Linked DNA regions of Rattus norvegicus: all the other regions are linked to region 1. A link is a contact called in public Hi-C data. All regions are on one chromosome and are shown on one strand. Each heading gives the region's core, a stretch centred on a gene start, on an enhancer-like site or on the middle of the called end of the contact. The rest is flanking DNA. Distances are from core to core; before and after follow the strand shown. Region 1 holds the start of Ier2 (immediate early response 2). Region 2 holds the start of Junb (JunB proto-oncogene, AP-1 transcription factor subunit). Region 3 has its middle 4.6 kb from the start of Mir23a.

Region 1 (2,966 bases), core at 442-2,941:
TAGCTTAAGCAACAGCAGGTAAACTGTGGCAAAGAAATGGGGCCCGGCCTCCCTCTGGCTCCACACCCAGTCAAACCAGTTCCCGAGGCTTAGGGAGCGGCTGCCAGCCCTGACCCCTTAACCTCACCCCTCCCCCACCAGGGAAGCAAGCCAGACAAGCAGCGCGTTTTACACCGATGGACTTTTATTTTCCTAGCTGACATTGTAAAACTCCAGGTAGTTGGGAGTTAAACACAACCCACCGTGGGAAAAGTAAACAGACTTTCTTAAATTCGCTGGTAAAAAATTCTATCTTGCCCGAAGAGGTCGTGTCTAAGACAGCAAATGAGACCACCCACCCACCCTTTCCGCGGTAGTCCACGCCAGGCGATCAGTCTAGGCTGACCAGTCCCGGGGTCTCCAGCCACTTCAATCAACTCTGATCGCAGCAAGATTTGATTTGTTCAGTTCTGGATCTCAGCCGAAGGCCGGCTCGCCCACAGCAGCCTGTGGGGGCGAGGTGACTCAAGTCACTTCCCAGTCCCTAGGGCGGGTCCACACCCTGGCCTCCTCCCAGGCCCCACACCCACGCAAGGCAACAGGAAGCACCCGCGTCTGTCCCATGACGCAACTCTGACCGCTTGCACAAGCGTGCCCACTTGTAGGGGCCGAAACGCGAATGCTAGTGAAACGGCCTTGAAAGGGCAGCCTGGGCCCTAGAGAGTCCGACCCTGAGATTCAAGATCCAGGTGTCCCTTCTCCAAACCAAGGAAGGGACAGTCCTTTAATAGCACCTGTGGACGTACGTCTGGGAGAAGGCGCCCGCGCCCCTAGCTCCTAGCTCCTCAGTCCTTCCCCTGGCCTCTCGGCAGCTCGGGCCGCGGCTCTTCTTTACGGCCCCCCGCCGGCCTTCGCCTCGGGTGTGCGTTCTCCGCTCCGGTGGCGCCGCTCGTAATCCTCAGAAGGCCACCACGGTTCGCACCAGCACGTTGAGCATATTGTCGGCCGGGCGGCAGGCTGGCTTGGCCTCGCACGTGGGGGGCGTCGGCGGGGGCACGGCGGGCCCACAGTTCAAGAGACTGGAGAAGCGCCTTTGGAGGACGCGGGCGAGGTTAGGGAAGGCACCTTCGGTTTGTGCGGGAGGAAGCTGCAGGCGATTGGAGACCTCCGACGTCGCCTCCCCCTCCACCTCTTCCAGACGGGCCTTCTTGCTTGGTACCAGTCCGGCATCACTACCGTCGCTCAAGTCGCTGCTACTCCGGCGCTTGCGGCTGACTCTAGCGGGGGGCGGGTCACAGAGCGCGGGGGTCTCCTGGACTCGCAGCACTTCCTCTTGCGTGTCCATGGGCTCCGGAGGCTGCTCGACGTCAGGGGTCGCTGCTTCCATTGCAGCTTCGGGTTCTCGCGGCGGGTGCAGGCGAGGGTCAAGGGCCCTGCGGGATGGCGGGAACTCGGGCTGGTGGGTTTCTACCTTGGCTGAGAGGTAGAGCTCCCGAGCGCTGCGCATAACGAGGGACAGCTGCAGACTCCGGTGGAGGCGCAAGCCACCGCGCTGCATGCGAGAGTGGTACATCTTCCACACGGACAGTGTCATGATGCGCTGCGCTTCTTTCTGTACTTCCATGCTTGTTCGACGACTGTGTAGAGTTAAGCCGACAATGGATTAAGACCGGCGTTGCTGCCTAGACGACTCACTTACAGTTGCAGGTACTCTGTTAGACGTTCCGGCGGGGGGGAAAGCAAGCTGGAGTCCTTTAAATAGAGTAAGAGTGACGTCACTGAAACGCCACGCCCAGAGGGCCTCATCCGGGCTTTCCACCGTGGCTAGAGACTCCTTAAAGCAATAGGGACAAATTTACGCCTCCAAGGGAAAAGGACTTAAACAGCGGCAAGGAAGAACTTCCCCGCTGCGCCTTGAGACACTAGATTCTCAGAATCACTAGCAGTCCAGACGATGAGGCCCACCCACGAGACGGATAGTGGGAGGTAATCTCATGGCAGTGGGGAAGACCCAGGACTGGGATACATTACCCGAGGACACAGTTCATCTTGCCTACCAGCCTGCTAATTAATATTTTCCGAACAGTAAAAATGCTGCTTCTTGTTAAGCAGTTACTACACGCCGGTTACTACACTGTTGAACTTTCTCTTTTTATTCAATGTCTCTGATCCCTCACCTCCACTCCAAAGAAGTGTTCTCCAGGTGAGAAATAGGCAGTCACCCGACCAATATTTACTAAACGAATTATTATATGATTATAACACGATAAAAGGGTAAACGGAAGAAGCCTGCAGCCCTTCTATCTCCACCTTTCTGGACATGGGTGGAAAGTGGGCGCGGACGACACTGACTGGCTCTGGAGAGAGCTACCCGGTAGCCACCGATATCCACCACCTCGCGACTGCTGTCTTCACTTTCCGCGTTAAACATCTCCCAATTTTCCACAACCCAGTGGTATGGAAGTTCCAATGAACATAGGGCCTGTGATCTTCCCCCGTCAATGGAGCACTTTTCTGCCTTCACGCCCTCGGAAACAGAATTACTCCAAGAGAGACTGATATCTGGGTCGAGATGGCTGAGTGGCTAGAGTCACTTGCTGCCAACCCTAACAACCTCAGTTCGATTCCCTGTCCCACACGACGGTACAAGAGAACAGACCTCTGTAAGGTGTCTACACACACACACACACACACACACACACACACGGAAGCACACACACACGCAAGCACAAACATACAGGGATACATAAAGAAAAGAAAATAAGACGTCGATTCCGCTCTGCACCGCTTCCTAAGAAAAAATTGATTCTAGTTGCAGAAGGGCAAAAAAATTCTAATAACCTCTTTCATTTTCTGTGCAGGCCCTTTAAGACCCCCCCCCCCACGCCAGCGGGCAGGCTTCCCGCCACTGCCGCCGACCGACTTCCCTGGCTAAATTTGGTTGTAATGACGTCTGGCGGCGGCGCGAACCCACTTCCGGATGCCCA
Region 2 (3,138 bases), core at 5-2,504, 320 kb after region 1:
GTGGGTCATGACCTTCTGCTTGAGCTGCGCCACTTGCTCCCGTAGGAGGCCGGCAGTACTTGACAGCCCCGCGTTCTCAGCCTTGAGTGTCTTCACCTTGTCCTCCAGGCGCGCGATGCGCTCCAGCTTCCGCTTCCGGCATTTGGTGGCCGCCAGCCTGTTCCGCAGCCGCTTTCGCTCCACTTTGATGCGCTCCTGGTCTTCCATGTTGATGGGGGACACAGGCGGCGTGGCGTCGCGGCTGCGTGCCTCCGGTACGGTCTGCGGTTCCTCTTTAAAGGCGGAAGCGCCGCGACTCAAGCCCAGCTGCGCCGGGTGGCCGCCCGCAAAGGGTGGTGCATGTGGGAGGTAGCTGATGGTGGCCGTCGGGTATGAGCTCCCAGTCCCGACGGCGGTCCCGGAACCTCCAGAGGGTGCAGAGGCTGGGGAGTAACTGCTGAGGTTGGTGTAGACCGGAGGCGGCTCCGGACCAGCATAGACGCCCCCAGGCCCGGCCTGGGGACCCCCGCTGGCGCCCAGAGACACGTTGGGGGGCGTCACGTGGTTCATCTTGTGCAGGTCGTCCAGGGCTTTGACAAAACCGTCCGCAAAGCCCTCCTGCTCCTCGGTGACGCCGCCCCCTGTACCTCCGCCGCTGCCGCCCCCACGGGGGTAAAAGTACTGTCCCGGAGGCGTGGGCGTCGTCGTGATCACGCCGTTGCTGTTGGGGACGATCAAGCGCTCCAGTTCCGTGGAGGCTAGCTTCAGAGATGCGCCTGTGTCTGATCCCTGACCCGAAAAGTAGCTGCCTGCCCCACTGCCCTCTGGGCCTGGACCCCGCGCCCCAGGACCCTTGAGACCCCGATAAGGATCTGCCAGGTTGAGCGCTAAGGTGGGTTTCAGGAGTTTGTAGTCGTGAAGAGAAAGACTGCCAGGGCTCCGACCGTATCCTGCCGCTGCGTATGAGTCGTCGTGATAGAAAGGCTGTTCCATTTTCGTGCACATCCGGGCGGCCTGGGCGATCTGGGAAAGGTCCCCCTGAAGGGCCGCTCCGGGCCTCGCTGCGGCGACCGGCGAGCTGTCCTCGGCTGTGGCGGGACCCGGCGTCCGGTCGCGCGTCCTCGGGAGCTGGAGACGGTCGGCAGCGGCCAGTTGGTAGCTGTGCGTAAAAGCGCTGCCCGGCTTCTGGAGCTTTTCTCTCCCTCCGTGGTGCGCCCGCTTTCTCAGCGTCTCTTCTCTCAGCTCCCCGCTCCCTGCAGGATCCAAAGCTGGCCTGGCCACCCTCAAGGTCCCCAGTGTTCGGCCCCAGCCCCAAGCTTTTATACTGAATTTGTCAGCTGCGGAAGTGCACTCCGATTGGCCGACGCGGGAGCCAGGCCCCCGCGGCCCCCTCCTAGAGCGTGGGGAAGGGGAGGAGGCGGCTCGCGTCACTGTCAGGAAGCGCGTGTCCTTGTAAACAGCGGCCACGAGCCCGGTGGCTCTGCGCGGCTGCAGGGGGAGGGGCTGTAGAGACAGAGACACTCAAGCAAAGGGATGTTGAGGGACCGAGGCACATAGGAGTTAGGACTGCGGGAGTACAACCCGGTGGCTATGAGATCTCTGTACACTGCAAGTGGAGATGGGGTGCCTCAGGATATACCCGGAATAGTCTCGCGGGACCCACAATAGCTGTGACTTGTGAACTGACAATATACTAGAAGACCCCAGAAAACAGGGAAGGTACAAAACGGGAGCAATTGTTAACATTTGACCTAGGAATTAACTAGAGGCCCCGAGTGCAAAGTGCTTAAAGAACAGGTGGGAGAGAAGGTTCAGGAAGCAGGGTCAGGTACCTATTGTATAAGAAATGAGTAGGGGCTCTAAAGCCCACAGATGAGTCTGAGGGTTCTCCCATAAGTGGAAAAGGGGAGTAATTTTGGGGAGGTCAATTTAGATATGCAGAAAGTGAACAAGGGTCCTGGAAACGCTGAGGCAATAGGAGTAGAAGATGGGAACATATCTAGCAAAGATTGGGGTCACTGTGATTATTTGCAGAACTCTGATGGAAAGTTAAAATGGTCAGGACATGGCTTCCTTCTGAGCTGTAAAGGCGATGCCAGGAGGGTATCTGAGATCTACCCGAGAGGACGACTTGGAGGATCCCAGAGACAAGGGGCTTGTAAGAATGAGACTGTACCTCGTAAGTGGTCTCTAGGCACTGACATACCCTGTACCTGAGTCCAAAGCCTCCCCTTAGTCACTCTGGGCTCGCCCGATATCCTGTCAGCTTTTGGAGGGCCGAAGAGGCGGGATAGCTGGGGTGCGGTCGCCCAACCCCACTCCCTTCCTTAGAAACAGGCTAGGGAAAAAGAGCCGAGGCAGGAAGTGTGGCAATAGCCCGGAGGGGGAAAGAGCCCGGCCCTGTCTCGTCATTCTGAGCCTAAGGGTTGGTGCACCCTAGCCTGGGCCTGCCAAATTCTGCGCCTGGGAAGAGGAACCCCAGCGAGCGACCCCTGGGGAAGTCACAATCCAGCTGAGTACGCCTCTAGTCATAGTCTACTCTCCCCCCATCTAGAAATGGTTCAGCTTGCAACCTTGGGCGATTACTAGGCCTGGCAGCCGAGGACTGTTCCATTGGCCCGCTGGAGGGGGATGAAGCCTGGGAGCGGGGCCTCGTCACCAAGGCAACAGGCTGGAGTCCGTGAATTGGATTGGGGGCGGGGCAAACCCCCCGAATTTCTCTCCCCAGCATCCATATTAGGGCACAGGAAGAGGTGGTACCAGTGCAGTCTTGGGGCGGCAAACTAGGAGCCAGGAACCCGAGGTATTTGCCAGGTCCCAGGGCGCGCCAGGGCCCCGGGACGGCTAGTCCAGACCAGCCTCCACCGCCACCCCCGGGCTCCCCCGCCTCCCGGCGGCCTGGCCCAGCCCCTCGGAACAGCTCTGGGGCTGAGCCCTGTCCCGCCCGACCTGGTCGGACCCAGCCTGGCAGGTCCTCGCCTGCCCGAGGGCCTGGGTCGGACTTTGCCCCCGGCCCGTCGGGGCGCGGAGGGGGCGGGATAATGCTTTCAGGCATCCCAGGCGCCTGGGCAGGCTGGTACAGAGCTGCCTCCTCCCCTGGGTATGTGCCCTTCCCTTCTACCAGAAGGTCTAGGGTCCCCACTCCCTACCACTTATTTT
Region 3 (3,104 bases), core at 203-2,702, 470 kb before region 1:
CAGAGACAGGGTTTCTTGTAGCTTGGGCTAGCCTCAAATTTGCCATGAAACCAATAGAGGTCTTGAGCTCCTCATTCTCTTTCCTGCAAATCTCAAGTGCTAGGGTTATGGACCTGAGCCGCCAACTCCAGCTCAGATGGCCTTTTCTTTATGGAGAGAGTGTAGACATTACTGGGAAACTTCTCCGCTGCCTCAGTTTTTCCATCTGTAAATGGGGACATCTGGAGATGTGGTGGAACAGAGCACACCCTGTCCCTTCTATAGTCCCCTGTAGGGTGCTCAGGTCTCCTCATATCCTGCTGTTGAATGTCCTCGGTGGACATGGAGGTGTGTCTTCCTAGCTGGTCATGGGGAAGGATTGAGGGTGGTGGCGTAGGCGTGAGAATTCTTGGGTAGGGAAGGACAGCACCATGCCGGGCATGGCTGAGTCACACTCAAGCGGCGCCTTGCCTCAGGCTGCTGGGGCTTGAGCTGGCGCCACCCTGGGTGTGGCTACTGAGCTGTGGCCCTAGGCAGAGCAGGGCTGGGTGGCAGGATGGGCACATGGGCCTTGAGGGGCTGAGGGGAGCAAAACTGGGGATGCCCGCTGGTACCTCCCTTTTGTCTCCTGTGCGCCCTTCCAGGACTGGGTTCATTCAACCACAAGTATGCATTTGGTGCTCTGGAACCCCTAAGTCTTGGGTCTGGAAATAATAATAATAATAATTATCAGCTATTAATAAAAAACTTTTTTGAGGCATGGTCTAATGTAATGTAGTCTATGCTGGCCCGGAACTCGCTAAGTAGTCCGGGATGTCCTTGAACTAACTCCTGATCCTTAAGCCTCCACCTTCTGAGCGCTAGGATTACTTGTGTGCACCATGATGAAGGGTTTGTGCTTTAAGATGGGACCCACTGACTCTATGCTTCCTCAGAACAGTCAAGCACTCTCTCCCCACAGTCAGTTTTGGGGGTTGAGACAGTCCTATTTCATAGCCTACCGTGGCCTTGAACCCATAGCAGTCCTCTGGCTCAGCCTCCTGAATGGTAGACTAACAGACAGGCCTCCCAATGCCTGGCTGGTTCCTGGAAGTTTTGCAGAGTTAGGGGGGGTGAGCCAAAGCCTTCCAGAAGACAGTGGGTGATGGGGGTCAGCCCTCCTACCTCCTGTCCCAGGTCAGGACCCGGGATGAACTTCACTCTGGGGACACTGATTGGCTTGAGGGGAACCCAGCACCGCAAAAAGAATGTTAAGAAATGGAGTGGGGGATTTGGTGGTTGGACTGTGTGGCAGGCGGGCAGCGAGGGTGGGACGTGGCTGTCGTCTTTCCCTATTTATACCAAGTGATTCAGCCCTCCCTCACCCCTTCCTGCGCCCCCTCCACTCGCGGCTAGGCACTAGGCCCACCCACTTGCCTATGCCCTGCCTCCCAACCCGGGCGGGTTGTCTGGTCCCTGCGTGGGGACGGGCGTGGAGGGCAGGCATCTGCGCCGCAGGTCGGGTTGGCTCCAGCCCAGCCGCCCAGCTCCTGGGAAGAGTCTGGGCCATTAGTGAGCGCTGGTGACTGGGGCGGGGGCGGGGGCGGGGCTGGGCGGAGCCTGCAGCCCTTGGTATTTTCCGATCCTCGCTGCTTCGCGAGAGTGGAAAGTATTTGGGGATCAGGCTTGGGGACGGCCGGAGGGCTTCTGCCCTGGTTCCTTCTTGGGGTTCAATTGTGGGTCCTCCAGGGATGCCAAAGGCTTGTAGACTGTGTGTGCTAACACCGACCAGGATGCCACAGCCCAAGCCCCCCAACCCCCTCTGTTGCCCAAACCCTCCAGTTCTAGGACTTCTGTCCCTTTGGATTCCCCTGTGAGACTGAGAGTCACAGTCCTTGGTACAGGGTATCCCAGCTCCTGGACACCTGCGTGGTAATGCCCCACCGCGCCAGACAAGAGACCTCTGGTGTGTGTGAGGATGGGAGTGGCCTTGGCCGCAGCATTAGGCTCTTTGTAGGGGAAACCCCACAGGAAACTAGCCTGGCCAAATGGCCGCCCTTCCCGTTCTGGTCTCTGGGACGAATATGCTGTCTCACTTCCGGAGGTGACGGGGAGGCTGGTCAGCCTGCGGCCCTGGGCTGCCCCAGACCCCAAAGAGACGGAGGGGACTAGGGCTGGGGCTTGTTGAGAAGAAGGGATAGCGTGTGTGTGTGTGTGTGTGTGTGTGTGTGTGTGTGTGTGTGTGTGTGTATACATTCGTGTATTTGGGAAGACACAGCAGCGTGTCTCAATCCTTATTCCTCAGACATCCGTAATACCAGATCTAGACATTAGGATCCACTGTCCTGCCTGTCACTGCCTGACATGAGGGAATACTTCTGTCCTTGATGTCACCCAGGGACTTAGGAAGTAGAGACCCTCTTCCTTTTGAAGATTTATTTTTATTTTTGTGTATGTGTTGGGTATGTGCATGTGTGTGTAGGTGCCTTCAGAGTCCAGAAGAGGGTGCCACATCTGAAGGAGCTGGGGCCACAGGCTTTTGTGAGCCAGGAAACCAAATTCAGGTTCTCTGAAAGAGCAACGCGCAGTGCAGACTGTCGAGCCATCGTTCCAGCCCTGAACTTGTCTTTCTAGAGTTTCATGTGTCCAGGGTTGCCCTCCAGCTTGCTCTGTTGACAAATTTCTTGTTTCGTTTTATTTTCATTTTGTTTCTCTGTGTAGTCCTGGCTGTCCTGGAAGTCTCTCTGTAGACCAGGCTGGCCTTGAACTCACTGAGACTCACCTACCTCTGCCTGCGGCGGCTGGGATTAAAGACCTGCTCTGCCACCTTGACTCTCTTAGCCCCCCTTTCCACATCCTAAATGCTGAGGTAATGTGTATAAACCATCATATTTCCTTCATATGGTACTGAGGGGGAAACAGAGCCTAGTCAGTGTGCTAGGCCAGCAGCTGCCACTGAGCCTTGCCCCTTGTTGCCTTTTTTAAATTAAAAGTTATTTAAGTGCATAGGTGTTTTGTTTGCATGTATGTTTAGTGTCTGCAAAGTCCAGAAAAAAGTGTCAGCTTCCCTAGAACTGAAAGTGCAGATACTTGTTAGCCACCATGTAGGTGCTGAGTATTGACTGGAACCCCGGGGGAGAATAGCC

The links. Hi-C and Micro-C count contacts between places; a contact is called where the count stands out from the background.
Region 2: a contact with region 1 is called in a Hi-C map of liver, with 5 times the contacts expected there. The contact joins the promoter of Junb here to the promoter of Ier2 in region 1. A contact is called at or near these places in 2 of 12 Hi-C or Micro-C datasets (liver and mammary epithelial cells).
Region 3: a Hi-C map of psoas muscle shows a contact between it and region 1, with 4 times the contacts expected there. The contact joins the enhancer-like site here to the promoter of Ier2 in region 1. A contact is called at or near these places in 2 of 12 Hi-C or Micro-C datasets (mammary epithelial cells and psoas muscle).

The regions. Positions count from the first base shown.
Region 1 is chr19:40,398,098-40,401,063 of GRCr8, reverse strand. Ier2 (immediate early response 2) reads right to left here and starts at 1,691. Exons shown (of 1, transcript NM_001009541.1): 1 at 167-1,691. The coding sequence starts at 1,603. The coding sequence ends at 938.
Region 2 is chr19:40,079,242-40,082,379 of GRCr8, reverse strand. Junb (JunB proto-oncogene, AP-1 transcription factor subunit) reads right to left here and starts at 1,254. Exons shown (of 1, transcript NM_021836.2): 1 at 1-1,254. The coding sequence starts at 984.
Region 3 is chr19:40,862,894-40,865,997 of GRCr8, reverse strand. No RefSeq gene overlaps it. Among named protein-coding and RNA genes, the nearest start is that of Mir23a, 4.6 kb to the right of the region's middle. Within about 2 kb of position 1,452, at least 65 of the 93 cell types and tissues checked have an H3K27ac peak or open chromatin away from gene starts, as enhancers often do.